Linked DNA regions of Mus musculus: all the other regions are linked to region 1. A link is a contact called in public HiChIP or PLAC-seq and Micro-C data. All regions are on one chromosome and are shown on one strand. The core of a region is the stretch at or near the end of the contact, and the rest is flanking DNA. Distances in the headings are between cores, read along the strand shown. Region 1 holds the start of Plekhg1 (pleckstrin homology domain containing, family G (with RhoGef domain) member 1). Region 2 overlaps Akap12 (A kinase (PRKA) anchor protein (gravin) 12). Region 3 overlaps Zbtb2 (zinc finger and BTB domain containing 2).

The links. Hi-C and Micro-C count contacts between places; a contact is called where the count stands out from the background. HiChIP or PLAC-seq counts read pairs in DNA pulled down with a chosen protein or histone mark.
Region 2: a contact with region 1 is called in a Micro-C map of embryonic stem cells, with 5 times the contacts expected there. The contact joins the enhancer-like site here to the promoter of Plekhg1 in region 1. A contact is called at or near these places in 2 of 39 promoter capture datasets (both in liver), 1 of 484 Hi-C or Micro-C datasets (embryonic stem cells) and 1 of 115 datasets of contacts at active chromatin or transcription factors (astrocytes).
Region 3: a contact with region 1 is called in a Foxp3 HiChIP or PLAC-seq map of regulatory T cells, with 74 times the contacts expected there. The contact joins the enhancer-like site here to the promoter of Plekhg1 in region 1. A contact is called at or near these places in 2 of 39 promoter capture datasets (both in liver), 1 of 115 datasets of contacts at active chromatin or transcription factors (regulatory T cells) and 1 of 9 other capture datasets (embryonic stem cells).

What each region holds. Positions count from the first base shown.
Region 1 is chr10:3,738,825-3,742,170 of GRCm38.p6, reverse strand. Plekhg1 (pleckstrin homology domain containing, family G (with RhoGef domain) member 1) reads right to left here and starts at 1,794. Exons shown (of 17, transcript NM_001159942.1): 1 at 1,631-1,794. All of the region lies in intron 1 of Gm30164 (a long non-coding RNA gene), which reads left to right.
Region 2 is chr10:4,332,616-4,336,152 of GRCm38.p6, reverse strand. The region is part of intron 2 of Akap12 (A kinase (PRKA) anchor protein (gravin) 12); the gene reads right to left. Among named protein-coding and RNA genes, the nearest start is that of Gm40592, 24 kb to the right of the region's middle. Within about 2 kb of position 1,687, at least 264 of the 459 cell types and tissues checked have an H3K27ac peak or open chromatin away from gene starts, as enhancers often do. A contact at or near this core is called in astrocytes, embryonic stem cells and liver, where this site is marked.
Region 3 is chr10:4,368,674-4,371,777 of GRCm38.p6, reverse strand. It overlaps Zbtb2 (zinc finger and BTB domain containing 2), which reads left to right. Exons shown (of 3, transcript NM_001033466.3): 3 at 1,927-3,104. Among named protein-coding and RNA genes, the nearest start is that of Zbtb2, 18 kb to the left of the region's middle. Within about 2 kb of position 1,572, at least 7 of the 459 cell types and tissues checked have an H3K27ac peak or open chromatin away from gene starts, as enhancers often do. A contact at or near this core is called in regulatory T cells, where this site is marked.

The DNA of each region.
Region 1 (3,346 bases), core at 545-3,044:
GGGCACCAGTTTGACTACCAAACAGCTGTTCCCGTTCTCTCTCTGTTTTATCCCTTTGCAAAAGGCTTTGGGGGGAATCTGTCATGCAAGGGAAATGGAAGGAAGGTCACACAAGGATTACTGGTGGGGTCCCACTTGCGGAGGAAGCCAGGGAGGTCAGTGAACTCTGGAAAAGAAAGTTTCTTCCTGGTCGGTTTTAACGGCTTAGACGGGGTGCAATTCCAAGAGACAAAAAGCTAAGTCAGGAATCAGGAAGCCAGACTCAAAGATGTTAAAGGGTCAAACACTAGCCCATCACTTTTGTATAGAAGTGTTAACTACTGTAGAATAAATAAATACCCTGGACTGAAAGGGGTAAAACCAATTAAAACTATGTGGTTCATATACACTGCTTTAACAGTGAGGAAGTACAAGCTACCAGGATTGCTTTTCCTCACGTCCCACACAGTGTAAGGCTAAAGTTGAGAGGTTTTAGATCTCTGACACGATAGACTTGGATACACTTTAAAAACAAAACAAAACAAAAAAAAAAAACAAAAAAAACATCAGTTTAACAACAACAACAAAAACCAAAACTCATCTATTCTTTGAAAGTATGCGAACTCCAGAAACTGAGAATTCAAACAGGCTGACCACAGGTTTTAACGCAATCTAAGCCTGGAATTCAATTAAACGTTAAATCTGACCCAGACTTAAGGCATCCTACTGGTTTTGTATCCAATGTGTATTCAGTTTGTATCCAGAGTGCCCCTAATCCCCAAAACAACCCTCCCGAGGTGACTGGGTTTCCTGAGAAGATAAAATCGCTGTCAAAATAGGTGCAGTAAGCTCTGGCCACCTGAAGGTGGTACAAAGAGAGCGCCAAGAGCCGCCAGAGCTTAATGAAATTCCAGGGTTGCACACACAGTCAGCTTTACACATACCAACTTCATACAACACATCCAAGCAATCAGCTACATCATTGTTTCTCAGGAACATTGTGAAACTGAGGAAGCCAACCACCCTCTCCTCACTGGGCGTCCTGGACTGTAGAGCTCTGAGACTCCATGGGGGACACAAAGAGGGGGTCTGCTCTAGCAGTCACCCCGGGGCCTGCTGCCCGCCCCCCAACAACCTTTTCCTCTGGCCAACAGTCCACACAGTCGTAGCCAGCTAGGTATTACCGTGTGTCCGGGTGACGGATGGGGCACAGCTTCTAGACTCCCGGGTCACTCCTATAAAGCGCTGACTTGCTGATTTGGGGGCGCCCACGCGAGTTTCTGCCCCACGCAGGACTGCTCCTAGCTGGAGCACACAGCACTCCCCGCCATCGCGCCCGCACCGCTGTTGGGGTGTTGTCCAGACTGTCCTATTTGGGGATAGTTCCGCTTGACTTGGGGGCGCGGGTGGCACACGGCGCGCTTGAGCAAACTTCGCGGAGCTGCAAACTGCAACCCGGGTGGCTGCAGCAAGGGGCGGGAGCGCCGGGCTAGCAGGTCCTGCCTGAGTCGACCCCATCAGTCGACTGCCAACGACCCCATCAGTCCCCTCCCAGGAGCAGCGCTCAGAGACACCCCCCGCCCCGCCCCCCCCCCCCCCCCCCCCCCCCCCCCCCGCCCAGGGCCAGGCACTGCGATCCCGCTCTTCCCACCTGCAGATTCGGGGCGCGTGGCCGAGGTCCCCGGCTTCCCTTGTCTGGTCCCTGGAATAGTCTCGGCGGAGCTTACGGGAGAGGGGCGGCTCCCGAGCGCTGGCTCCGCGGTGCGCTGCGCTCCAGCGCCGGCTCCGGCGGCCCCGAGCCCTGCAGCTCGCCTGGCTCCACTTCCTCTTTCCCACTCTGCTCCCGGCGTGTCCCGCCCCGCCCCGCTCCTCGGTCCGCTGCAGCGGGTTGCGGTCCCCGCCCGCCTCCACGGGGCCCTGCGGGAGGAAAGAGGCAGAGAGGAGGAGGCAGCTCAGAAAGAGATTAAGCTTGCTCTCTGGAGCTTTGCCAAAGACAGCAGTCAAATTACAGCCTCTGGGGGGAAAGTTTTTGTCTCTTTTCTTTTTTCTTTTCTTTTCTTTTCTTTTCTTTTCTTTTCTTTTCTTTTCTTTTCTCTTCTCTTCTCTTCTCTTCTCTTCTCTTCTCTTCTCTTCTTTTTTCTCTTCTCTTCTCTTCTCTTCTCTTCTCTTCTCTTCTCTTTCCTTTTCTTCTCTTTTCTCCTTTTCTTCTCTTTCCGTTTTCCTTTCCCTCTTTTTCTTTTTGTTTTTCTTTTCTCTCTTCTCTCTTCTTTAAAAAAAAAAAAAAACTCCCTGCTACTGTGTTAACAGCCACATCGCTTTCTTTTTTCTTCTCTTCTCTGGGCTGTTGGGGTACAGCTAAGCCTTGGACATGGCCACTTCCCAGAGTGTTCTGAAATCGGATCCAACACCGTTTCTTTGCATCCAAACTCGAATTTCACACTGTAGCTTATGATGTCACAACACTAGGAAATGGGAGAAGGGTGCTTACTGGGTTCAGGCATCAGCACCCCCACCACCCCAGTGAACATACTGGATGACCTTTGATTAGAGAAAGCAAAAGTGGAAAAGGAGGCAGAGACCTTTGCGACAGCCAGATGTTTAAAGGCACCCATAAGGTAGGACAATAAAAAATAGGACCTCTATCACAGGTGCCTTTTTGGTGACATTCTTGGTAGCACTTGGCACCTTTCAAACAGGTGTGTCAGATATGCCTGTGTTTCACCAGGCGTAGTAAGACACAGCCACGCACTCTGCTTGATTCTAAGAACTTCATCTCCCTGTAGTACACCACATATTATAAAGTTTTATGGTACTGGGTGAGAGGGTTTTTTGTTTTTTGCTTGTTTTGCTTTTTTAATAAACAAACAATTCACCTTTCAATGTGTCCACATTCTGAGTAGCATAATGAACTCTGGCCGTCCTGCCTGCTTCCCCCTGGTATGCAAGTCATTCTTTTGTCCAACATATAGTTACTACTGCTGTGATGAAACACCATAACTAAAAGCCAAGAGGGCAGGGAAACCCTTGGCTTTCACGTCCACATCACTATTCAACATTGGAGGAAGTCAAGGCAGGAACTCAAGCGGGGCAGAAACCTGGAGTCACCTGCTAATGCAGAGGCCATGGAGGACTGCTTACTAGCTTGCTCAATCTGCTTTCTTACAGCACCCAGGACCACCAGGCCAGGAGTGACCCTCCCATGATGGGCTAGGCCCTCCTGCATGGATCACTAATGAAGAAAATGCCCTACAGGCTTGCCTAAAGCTGTATCCTGTGGAGGCATTTTCTCAGTTGAGACTCCCTCCTCTCCTATGACTCTAGCTTATGTTAAATTGATATAAAACAAGCCAGCACAAATATACTGTAT
Region 2 (3,537 bases), core at 438-2,937, 590 kb before region 1:
TCAGAGGACCCATTCAAAGTGTTGTTCATCCATCCATCCATCCATGCAGACACCCTGACTCGGGCTGGAGAGAGGGTGCAGCAGTTAAGAGAATAAGAGAATAGACAACTCTTTCTGAGGCCAGAAGTTCAGTTCCCAACTAAAACTATAAGCTGTAACTATAGGCTCTAGGGGAATCCAACATCTCTGACTCTGGAGGGCACCTGTACTCATACACGGACTGACTGGCACACACATATACACATTATCACAAACAAATCTTAAAGAAAACACCTAATGAACTTGGAAGAAGAATGCTATTCATTTTTTTAAAACGTCTTTAATTTGTAGGTTTCATAAATGTCCACCCTGGCCAGCAGTAGAAAGACTAGAGACATGACAGATGGGACAGACTATGAAAGAGCCCTCGGCATAAACAAGCTAAACTATAGGAAGTGAGAGATATTTTTAGCTCTGCTAAACTTTTGAAGTCATTTAAAATTCCACAGGGAGACACGGCTTTGGGGGGAAGAGTCACACAGAGAAAAAATATGGAAGCCCTGGAAAGTCTACGCCCCACTTTGAGACAACAGATTTGGCAGCATTCATCTTAAATATTTAAATCGGAGCCACTTTTGTAAATGTAAGTTAGCAAGTGGAGTTTAATTTTCTAAGAGCGTAAACGGGAAAGTGAGCGTAAACACGCACTCTCCTATATAGCCAGTCTCAGACTATCTATCAAACGCCAAGTTAGTGGATTTGCAAATGCATTCTGAACGCCTGGCGTAGACTGCCCACTTCTAGAAGTTGGCATAACATTACAACTCACACAAGTAGAGTCCTAGAAAACAAGCATGGGAAAAATAATTATTTTCACTACCTTTTTTTTTTTTTTTTTTTTTTTTTTTACTAATACTTAAATGGCATTTCTTCCCTTAGGTTTAGTAACTATGTATTATGTATTAGTATTATGGCTAATACTAACCACGTATGACAGAACTAAACTAAAATATTAGCCTGATACACGACTTCACTCAACGTTCTTATTTAATGAGCTCTAGGAAGCACTGAACGCTTACAATTTCTCAGACATAGGAACTTTTAAAATTAGACTAGGGCAGGTTATCCACAGTGAATCTGATGCTGATTCAACTCGCTAGCTGCTGTGGCTTCTCTCAACAGCACAGCCCCCACTTCTCTAAGGGGACCGGATAAGGCTCCCAACCAGATGCATTGTCCCGTGAGCGCTTCCAGGAAGATTTTGGTTTAAATAAAAATAAAATGTGCGGTTCATTGGTTTCCGAGGGGCTATGGAATGCTCTCCATATTCAATTATCTCTCCCTACACCGGTGAAAGTGTAGGGAGAGATAATTGAAAGCTAATAAAATTCCAGCCACACGGCTCACCTCTTGAGACTCTTCTTCCAGAGTCACATCAGCAGGAAGAAGAGTCACCAGTCTTACCTGTGATGGTAATAGTCCCCAGCATATTTAGTTACAGTTTTCGGCCTCTTACGGCAGGAAGTCTCCTTCTCCTCTGTCTACTCCCGGCTAACCAGTGAGATGAAAAGGAATGCAGTCCTCAGAGCATCAAGGAAGCTCTCCAGCCCTGGAGGTGCAGCAATGCGCACTGGAGAAGCGCTTCTCTGGCTAATTATAGGACGGCCCCGCCCACGCCGTAGGCCCCGCCCACAGCCAGCCAGCCCACACCTCTGTCCGGACTTGGCTGCACCACCCGGGGAAGTCACGTGCCCCATTTTACAGGGCTGGTCTCTGTGCCTGGTCTGTCGCGACCCAGGAGAAAGTTTTAAGTCTCTGGGGTGAGCCAGACCCCGAGCATCAATATTTGATCCAAGCGGTGACTTCATCCCTGGCACCGACTCCTGCATCTCAAACTTTTAAAATTATGTAAAGGCAATAACTGCACAGATATTAAATTCTCCGATTTTTAACGCCATTTTTAAAGGTGGATGAGGTGCAAAGCGGCATTTCCTTTTTAAAGCCCATAGTATGTTGCCAACCGTTTCCTACACTCCGGTCAGCGTAAAGACCCACAACTCTCTGCGATCCCAGGCCTTTTGCAAAGGGTTGTCACAAAGCGAACTATCTTTAGCATTTAACCGAGACAACTTTCTAAAAAGCAGAAATATCTGACCTTTGGGTCTCTCTACTTTTCGTGGTAGAAATGAGCTAAACATTGGGTTGAAACTTCACCAACACTCTCCTCCTGTTACAAGCGTATAGCAAATAAAACAGCTGCATTAAAAATCCAGGCAGCCCAATATTTCTTTTCTGTTAATCTTGAGATTGTTTCTCTACAAAGACACAAGTAATAAATGAGCTGGATCTTCAGTTAGGATAGGTCCAACTGGCCTGTTGGAGCGAACCACCTCTCCCCACCCCAAAATAAAAGGTTATATTATTGCTCTTCTCGTCAGACTTGAAGGCCTTGTTCATGACTACTTAGGGAACTGGAGCGGGGAGATCGGTGCGGGAAAAAGAGTAGACAGAGACAAGCGACATAAAAAGGGGATTAAAAAAATTTTTTTTGAAAGAAAGATTTCAGACATCCACGATGGTTGCTGCTTCTTGCCACCAGGAGGCACAATGCACCACATTCCAGCCCAGAAAGAGCGAAAAAGGGACAACTCCTGGGCAATCAGACAATGGTTACACATATCAGCATTACAAAGATCCAGAAAGGCTTCCCAGCCAACGCCCAACCTGGCTTTGAGTCTCGGCAAGCCAGGCAATGGGTCTTATCCTGGTTGGTTAAGATCTGGGAGCAGACATTTGCCCTCTGCATTCCCAATAGGTGGGGTTTCAGACAACCCAGACATCTCTCTTCCCACCATCTATTCCCTGTGTGTAGATCATGGATAAGAAGCCCTATATGCAGGGTCAGTGGTCCACATTAAACTAGACACTTCCCCCACAGTGTCCCAGGATCCCTGAAGGCCCAGGGAACTAAGAATACAGAACCACTTCCCAGTATTCAGTTGTAGACAGCACATGGCAGTCACCCCACTCCTCTGTGGATTCGGGTTTACATAACTGCATCACCAACACCTTCCCTTCTGACCCCAAATTCTAACAACAGCGACGCCACTTTGATAGCTAAGGGGAAAATTCACCAGATACAAAGCAGACAAAACACTCTTTTAAGAAAAGGCTAAGTAAGGCAAGATCTTTGCTTTCATAACACAGGTGACAATACACTCCTCAAATGAGGTTCAAAGTGAGGCAGCTAAGGCTCAAAGACAGCACAATGGATGCTGTGCTAGAGGCTGACCCTCCCAGCACACAGTTATCTGGAATCACTACCTCCCTGTGTAATGAAGAACAGGGAGTATATATAGCCGTGACCATCAGCAAGTTCCTCTGGGGCTGGCCTTAAAATGGAAAACCATCAATCAGGACAGAGGCAGAAGGAAAGGTCAGACAGAGGGGTCACTGCAAGGGCAGGCACCGTTCCCTTGACATTACTCCTTTCCACTCGCGTGAAAGGAGACGTTTTAGAGCCAGGCATCACCACCTAAAACAAAGATGACAGAATAT
Region 3 (3,104 bases), core at 323-2,822, 630 kb before region 1:
AAGAAAGAACAGTCCATCCAGCCCCCCCAGGAAAAGGAGCCCAGGATTCCAGTAGCTGAAACAGCACAGAAGAAACTACGTATATGTGTGTGCACATGTGCTGGCTGGGCTACCCCGGGGACTCCCAGCTTCCTGCCCATAGTATTCTGCCAGTGTTGCCAAGCCCAGGAGCCCAGCACTTACTGCAGTGTATGTAGTGATGGCTTCCCAGGTCTGTCCTTGCATCATTAAGAACTATAAACACTTGTTTAAGTTGTAGAGGCTTACTGTCAGTAACAACTTCCAAGCAATCAACAGACTGGGCCATCTGACCACAGTGAGCAACTGCAAAGCCTGCAGAAAGGGGCTCAGCTGGATAGGACCGGGATACAGGAGCTCAGCTGGGCAGGACCGGGAACACTGGAAGAGAGCCCCGGCTGGACTTCCCTTCCCTTGAGGACCACATCTGACTCCTGGAGAAATGCGCATCTCTGGCCTTGGTCTCTGAGTTCCTGGGCCTCTGCCTGATGATGCCAGTGGCACCTCGCATTTTAGTTCCAGTACTGGGAAGCAGGAGGTGTGTCTCTGTGAGTTCCAGGCCAGCCAGATCCATACCTGGAAACCTTGCCTCAGTCAGCGTGAGAGAGAAAAGGCGAAGTAAAGATAGGAACTAACAATCTTTGTCTTTTTTTTTTTTAAGAAACCGCATTAGGCTTGCATTTCCCATACCTGGGTGCTGGGTTTTATGCTTGACTCTGACGTTTTGTAGTTAAGCGTGTGGAGTCTTAAGTCTTCACAGAATACACACTGTGCTGCCCAGCCAGTGATAGAGCTGTCCCACCAGAAGCCTAGAAGTTGATCTTGACATCACATTAGCCTTTTCTCTGTTTTTCTTTTTTCTTTTCCTTTGTCTTGCACTGTAGCTAGGCTGGCCTTGAAGTTCAGACAATCCTCCTGCCTCATCCCTCTGTGTGCTGAGATTATATATCATGCCTAGCTCATCTATTTTTATTTTAGTAAAATAAAATGTTAAATTTAGAAGATGAGGTAGGCCATTAATATTTTAGCATGGTGAGAGACAATTGATTTAAACAGTGAACATAATTGCTAAACCTGCCAAAAATACTTTAATGACAAGAAGTTATATAATGAAAATTATTATAAATTCTAAGGACATTCAAGGGAACTGTTTCCAGAATGCTTAGAACATATGTACTTGGTGGGTGATCTTGTATGCCGCCTCCTCTTCAGAGAGATGTATCTCCTTGGCCTCTGGAGATGTGAGAAGTTCTCTCAGTAGTGATGGTCTGAGGAGGGGCCCCACTTCTTCCTTCACTCTCAGCTCTGAAGCATCCTATAGGGGACGCTGCTTCTGAAGTGACCTTAGTCTAAAAGATAGACAGCTGGCTGAGCCACCACGCCTGCAGGTGCTTTACTGCTTACCAGAGGAGGCTGCTCAGACACAGCATGTGCCCCACAGCTGCTCTGGGGGGCCTCCGTGTGGCTTTGGAATTAAGCAGGCCTAGCCCCACCACTCCCCAACCCGGAAGTGCACCGTGAGCCCTACCGCCTGTAAAGGAAGCATTACGGTGGTTACTGGAAAGGCCGCAAAGCCCACGGCAGGACGCTTGGCGAGGCCTCCCTCAAGGTGCTTTCCAGTGCCACCTTGCAGCCCTGGAAAGGTGGTGGGAAGGTCTCATAACTCAGAGAGGTCCTGCTCATCTGCACTGTTGTGCTACCAACCCCTCCCATGTCACTTCACAGCTTTAAAGGCTTTCCAATCACAGCAGGTCTTTTCCTTACCTTCCTTGTTCTGCTGAGCTCTGAACTGGGTCTGTGACTACGCTCAGTCAGCGTGGTCATTTGGTTTCGAGTGTCTGAGCTGTTCTTCAGGCTTCAGTTGAGTCAGAGGCTGCTGTTTCCTCACGGGTCTCTACTTTCTTTCAGTGAATGCGTCCGCCTGAAGCCCACTGACATACAGCCTGACATATTCAGCTATCTGCTCCACCTGATGTACACAGGGAAGATGGCCCCACAGCTCATCGACCCTGTGAGGCTAGAGCAAGGGATCAAATTCCTGCACGCATACCCCCTCATCCAGGAAGCCAGCCTTGCCAGCCAAGGCAGCTTTTCCCATCCCGAGCAAGTCTTCCCTCTGGCCTCATCCTTGTACGGCATTCAGATTGCAGACCATCAGCTGAGACAAGCCACCAAGATGAATTTAGGGCCTGAGAAACTTGGACGGGAGCCTAGGCCACAGGCATCCAGGATGAACCAGGAGCCTGTACCAGAGACCTCGCAGCTGTCCCAGCTGACTTCAAACCTAGCCCAGGTGAATCGGACAAATATAACTCCCGAAGACCCCCTGCAGACCTCGCTGTCACCTGAACTTGTCTCCACACCTGTGCCTCCCCCTCCTCCTGGGGAGGAGACCAACCTAGAGGCCTCTTCCTCTGACGAGCAGCCATCATCCCTTACGATCGCCCACGTGAAGCCAAGCATCATGAAGAGGAATGGAAGCTTCCCCAAGTACTATGCCTGCCACCTGTGCGGCCGTCGCTTCACGCTGCGCAGCAGCCTGCGGGAGCACCTGCAGATCCACACCGGGGTACCCTTCACTGCGGGCCCGCCAGGGGAAGGCCGTGGGCCCCTGTCTCTCTGCAGCAATGCGGCCGACCTGGGCAAGGATGCTCTGGAAGTACCGGAGGCGGGGATGATCAGCGACAGCGAGCTGCAGCACATCTCCGACTCCCCCATCATCGATGGGCAGCAACAGTCGGAGACCCCACCGCCCTCAGACATTGCAGACATCGACAACTTGGAGCAGGCAGACCAAGAGAGGGAAGTGAAGAGGCGCAAGTATGAGTGCACGATCTGCGGCCGCAAGTTCATCCAGAAAAGCCACTGGCGTGAGCACATGTACATTCACACGGGCAAACCCTTCAAGTGCAGCACCTGTGACAAGAGCTTCTGTAGGGCCAACCAGGCCGCACGCCACGTGTGCCTCAACCAGAGCATTGACACCTACACCATGGTGGACAAGCAGACACTGGAGCTCTGCACGTTCGAGGAAGGCAGCCAGATGGACAATATGCTGGTGCAGGCCAACAAGCCCTACAAGTGCA